Regions from separate parts of the Callithrix jacchus genome. Here region 2 is linked to region 1. The links are chromatin contacts, called in public Hi-C maps. All regions are on one chromosome and are shown on one strand. Each heading gives the region's core, a stretch centred on a gene start, on an enhancer-like site or on the middle of the called end of the contact. The rest is flanking DNA. Distances are from core to core; before and after follow the strand shown.

The links. Hi-C and Micro-C count contacts between places; a contact is called where the count stands out from the background.
Region 2: a Hi-C map of skeletal muscle shows a contact between it and region 1, with 7 times the contacts expected there. The contact joins the promoter of TADA1 here to the promoter of POU2F1 in region 1. A contact is called at or near these places in 2 of 3 Hi-C or Micro-C datasets (both in skeletal muscle).

The regions. Positions count from the first base shown.
Region 1 is chr18:35,003,815-35,006,514 of calJac240_pri, forward strand. It overlaps POU2F1 (POU class 2 homeobox 1), which reads right to left and starts at 1,301. Exons shown (of 17, transcript XR_615275.5): 1 at 1,229-1,301.
Region 2 is chr18:35,339,710-35,342,534 of calJac240_pri, forward strand. TADA1 (transcriptional adaptor 1) reads left to right here and starts at 1,500. Exons shown (of 8, transcript XM_078356366.1): 1 at 1,500-1,604.

The DNA.
Region 1 (2,700 bases), core at 51-2,550:
TGGGGCAGAAGGGCAGCCCTTTACATCCAAGTTCTCGGGAGGCCTATAGGCGCTTCTGGGGCCTCGGAGCGAGAGGCCCCGGAGGGCCACCCGCCCCGTGCGTCCTGGTCAGGCGCCGGGGCCGGAGGAGAGGGACGGCGGGGGGGCGGCAGATGAGGGGGCGTCAGGGAGGGGTAAAGGGAGACGGAGATCAGACTACGCCAGGCACCTCCAGCCCAACTCGCCCGCGAAGCCCCGACCGCCGGCCCGGGGAGTGCGGGCCGCCCAAAGGACATCCCCTCCGAAGGAACTTGCCCCGAGGACTCCTTCCAACCCAGTCCACACCCCAGAGGACGACGCAGACACCTGAGCGAGTTCCCCAACCCCGCTGCCCCAGGCCACCTCGCAGCGCCCACAACCGCTCACCCCTACCCACCTAGAGCGCAGGCCTGGCTCAGGTCAGGCCGCCACACCGGGGACGAGTGGGGCGCGGCCGAGGTGCCTGGGGCCGTGACCCCCAGGCTCAGCCCCGCTCCGACCCCCGTGTGGCGGCGGGGCACCGGCAGGGAGCTCTCCCCGGGCGCACTCCCGGCTGCCCTGCGGGCCGCCCCCCACAATGGGCAGCGCCCCCCCGCCAGGGTCAGCTCTCGGGGAAAGACGCGTGCGGGTGTCCGGCCGCCGGGGTCCGCTCTGGCCCCGCCGCCTCCCCGGCATTGTGCTCGCCGCCGCCTCCATCCCCCTCCACGCCCCCCACCCCGCGCACGCCTGGCCCCGGCCGCTCGCCCGCGCCCCACTGCGCCCCGCCGGACCAGCAGCTATGAATATGTAAAATGTCTTTATTGTCCTCTCCCTCAGCCCCGGCCCCGCCGCCCCGCCGCCCCGCCGTGGACCGGCTCGGGTTCGGGCACGGCGGCCAGGAGGCGGCGGCGGTGGTGGCGGCGGCTGGCGGAGGAGGAGGGCCGGTGCCGGCGGGCGGGCGGCGAGCAGCGGCGGGGTGGGCTGGGGGCAGGAGGAGGGCGGTGGATCGCAGCCCACTTTGCCCCTTGTCTTCCCCCTCCGCCTGGCCGCTCCGAGCCTCTTTCCCCCTCCGCTCGGCGCCCGGCGGGGGCTCCGTGCTCCCCGGCCCCCCATCTCCCCGCCGTTAATTATAATAATCCTGAGTACTAATAAATTATGCTAAGTCGCGGGGGGGGCAGCGGGAGCCGGGGTTGAGTATGAATATGAATATGTAAAATGCTGTAATGATTACCTGCTGCTGCTGCCGCCGCGGCTGAACTCTCATCTTGACTCGCTGCTCCTCCGTCCGCCATTTTGAATATTTTAACCAAAATCGCCCGGTCGATAAACCCTCCCTCGCTCTGGCTCCCCTCCCCCCTCCCGCCCTGCTTGCCTCCTCCCTCCTCTCCGCCCCCTCCCTCTCCTTCCTCTCCCCGCGTGCGCGCCAGGGGGCGCGCGAGGCCGGCGCTGTTCGCCGCCGGCCCCCTCAGAAGAGCTCCACCCCCTCCTGCGCTCCGCGCACGCGCCTCTGGGCCGCTATGGCCCTTAGGTAGCTAAAGCAGCGCCCTCAATCTGCCAGTCACTCCTCCGCTTCCTTTTTTCGTTTCGGCTGTGCGCATGCGTGTCTTTCTCCACGCGCCTGAAGTGTCGCCGGCGCATGCGCTCCCTTTAGCTGGTAACCAGCCTATATAGTGTTCCGGGATTTGTGTCTTACACTTCTCACTTTTCCTCTGGCTTTGCTTCCCTCCCGGCTTCGCTTCGACTTCCCCTAGTGGCCTGTGGCATTGTAAAAGCAGGGCAAGGAGCACAGCGGTCAGGAGAGTGGGGGAGGGGCAGTGAGCTGCCTGCGTGCCCTGCGCTTTGCACTTTCTACTGACTTTTTGCGCAGTTGAAACATTGGCAACAATGGAGAAGCCGCTCCTCGCTAGGTAATTTCCGGCCCTCAGGGCAGGTACGGGCGGAAACGACCTCCACGAGGAGCCGGGCACGGGGCTCCGCTGAACCACGCGTCGGCCTCCCGCTTTAAATTTGAATCCGAACTAATCCCCGCCCCCGGTTCTGCAAAAGCTGTAGACCCGGCCCTGGCTTACGCGAGGGGGAGTGTCCTGTGATTGTTTTAATTAGCCCTAAAGCTCTTTTGCTGTACTCGCTTCTAACGCCCAGCTGGCTTCCTCTGGAGCTGGGAGTCTTAATAGGTCGTTAATTTCCGCCCTACCCTTCCCTTCTGCTTTCACGCCCCTCGAACGCCGCTCTTCCTATCGAAGCCAGCAGACCCCCCTCTACTGAGGCTTTCCCCCCTTTCTTCCCGCCTTGGTACATCTTTTAAAACCTAGCAGTAAACTGGATTACTTATAAAAATGTGGAAATCAACTGTAACTTCATCATGAATTTTATTTTGCTTTGTTTCTCAGAGTAAATATGGTAGTGGGGAAACGTTTCCCGTTGAAAGTATCTTTCTTGGTAACTAGTCATAATGTTGCTGAGATTTCTTTATCTTAAATGATAAAATTCCCTGGACAAAGTCTCAGTTCTAATTGTTTTACGAATTCTTAAAGCCTTAAGATTTTTCTAGGCTTTTCTTTTTAAATAAAAAGAAAGGTGTATTGCACTCCAGTCTGAGTAACAACAGCGAAAACTCCGTCTCAAAAAAGAAAAAAAAGAAAGGTGTATTTCATGGTAAGCAAGTTTAAAAAAAAATCAACTCCAGTTAATCTGTCTTGAGAG
Region 2 (2,825 bases), core at 250-2,749, 340 kb after region 1:
TAACTAGAATGCTGAGTGCAAGTGTGGGGGTTATGTGGCAAGGCCGGGAGTGTGTGAGGTACACAGGTAGGGTGAGTTCAGATCATGAGAACATCTGAATGCTGGAGTCTGGAATTTGTTTAGCAGAGAGGGGGGAACCATAGAAAACTTAAGTGGATAATTTTTTTAAAGTGTCAAAATTTACCCGAATTTTTGACACAGAGGAAGACTTTGCCTGACGTGTTCACCTTTATACCTCCAGTACCCAAAGAGTTCCAGACACATAGTAGGAGCTCACTGGATGAATTCAGGGAAGAGAAGGTGCCTGGCCAGCTTTGCAGGTAGAGCTGCAGCAAAGATAAGGTGGAGCTGCAGCAAAGATAAGGCTGGTGGGTTTAGGTTGAGCACTGAGGAAGTTGAATGAATGAATAAACTTAAGGGGACCTTTTTGGAGAAATTACACAAAAATTAAAAGCTATCTAGGATTATTTTTAAATCTTTGGAAGGCAATTTGACAGTGTACACCAAGGCACTTACAAATATTCTTATCATTTGATCCAGTAATTCTATTTGTGGGACTCTATCCTAAAGTAATAATCCTAAAAGAGGAAAAGTTTTACGCATAAAGAAGTTTTATTTCATTATGGCATATGCTTCAAAAGCGATATTACAGTATTGCTTTTAATAGAAAAAAATGGAAACAATCAGTCTAACAATTGGGAAACAAGTTATTGTGTACCTTCTATCTGTGGGGGTATTTAACATGCTATCATTAAAATCACTATAAAGACGACGTAATACTACAGATAAATCCTGAAGTTTAAAACGTGCAAAATTGAACATAGAGTATTATAAGTGATGGGAGTGTGCGAGGTAAAGGAGAAATCTTTCTCAGTTAAGTGTTTGCCCAGGGGTGGTAAAACACTTTTTCTATCTTTATGCTTCTCTGTATTTCCCCCGTGTGACATAATTACCTCATTTACTCAAATACTTATTAAGCATCCATTATGTGCTCTAGGAACTGCGGGTAACCCTGAATAAAACAGAACTCCGGTCCTCGAGCCACAACATTAACAAGATAAATCAACTAAATGTCATATGAGACGATTAGTGCTCGGTGAAAAATAAGGCAAAGAAAGTAAAATTGATACTGCATGTACTTTTTGAAATGGAGGGGTAAGGTACTCCTCCAGGTAGAAGGACAGCGGGCCGAATTCGGAATTGCCCCAGCGGAAATAGAATTAAAAGGCTGGGACGCGCCAGCCTGCCTGCGACGCTGCGGGGCGCGCGGGTTTAGGTTGGGCGCGCTACAAGGTGAAACGGATCACGTGACTCGAGGGGCGGGAGGAAGTGAGCAGAGTTTGGCTGGGCACCTTCCCTACAAAAAGGCGGGCGGAGCCGAAAACCAAACAAACGACTTCTGAGTGATTGGGGGCGGGGCAGACGGCGGCGAGCTTAGTTTCCAGAGCGGAGGCCTTCCGCCGAGTTGGTTTTTCGGTTGTTGATCGCAGTGGCCGGGCGGTTTGCGGTCGGGCTGAGACGCGCGGAGCAATGGCGACCTTTGTCAGCGAGCTGGAGGCGGCCAAGAAGAACTTGAGCGAGGCCCTGGGGGACAACGTGAAACAGTAAGAGCTGCCCCAGCGCAGCATCCAGGCCAACACTCAGCTGCTCTCCTGGCCTCGGGCTGCCAGCCCGACCCAGAGAAGCCCACACCGCCCGGGGGCCTGTGCAGCCTTGAGTCCGCGGCGGCGGGGCTTCGGGGTTTTTCCGGCCGGGGCGGGGCGGGCCACCCGAACTCACCGCCCTGGAGGCACCCAGACTTCTGGGCGCTCGGGAGACCCCAGCGGGCGCCGTTGCTCGGGACTTTCTGTCCTGGGTGGGGCGGGAGAAGCGCACTTCTCGCCCAGGGGCCAGGTGAGCAAGTGCGGGCCCCAGCGCGGGCGTTTGGGATGCAGGAGGCCGACCTGGGCCGAGTGAGCAGGAGCCCTACGCGCCGGGCCAGAGAGGGCATCGCGCGGGGCGGTCGCTCCTGGAGGGCTTCCTGGAGGTGGAGGTCAGTTGATCTCTTGTGATCTGCTAGGCATTATTGGTAAGCGCTTTGACAGCAATTTTGTAAGGCAAACGGACCCTGCGGTAAAATCATACTCACAGAACACTATGACAATTATAGTGATGATAGCAATAGCAGACATTTAAACATTTTAAGCTCTCTAAATGTATTATCTCATCTAATTTTTACAACAGATGTGAGATAGGTACAGTTGCTGATCTTATTTGACAGGTGGGAAGACCGAGACCTAGTGAGGATAAGTAACTCTTCAAAAAAGTGACTGTCAGGGTTGGGACCCACGCTTCTGATTCCAAACTGATGCCTTAGAGGGGCTGAAAAGAATCCCGGAGACGCCCAGACAGACCTTCATCCAGGTTATGGTAGGGATTGAGTGCACAGCCGGGATAGATGCAGAATGGCCAAGGGTAAAATCAGTATCCGGCCAAGGCCGAAGCCAGACAGCATAGAAGGAACCTCTGAGATACAAGGAAGAGTTTGGAAATTTTCAAAACGTTGTTATTGCAACTCTTATTTTTCAAAAATATGGGAGGTAAATTTAAACCTTTAAAATTATAGTATGTGTGTCGTTGCTGCTAGATGCCTCTGTGGTATTCTAAACATTTGCATTGCTCAATGGATACATACTTCTAAATGACATTGGTGGAGGAGCAATTTGGGAATACTTAATTTTTCCCCAATACTTTCTTTTTATCCTTCTTTATTATTTCTGGATTGAAGTTACTTAGCTTGGATGCCATACATGAATTTTGGAGTTTTTCCTTCATGTGAAATTTTG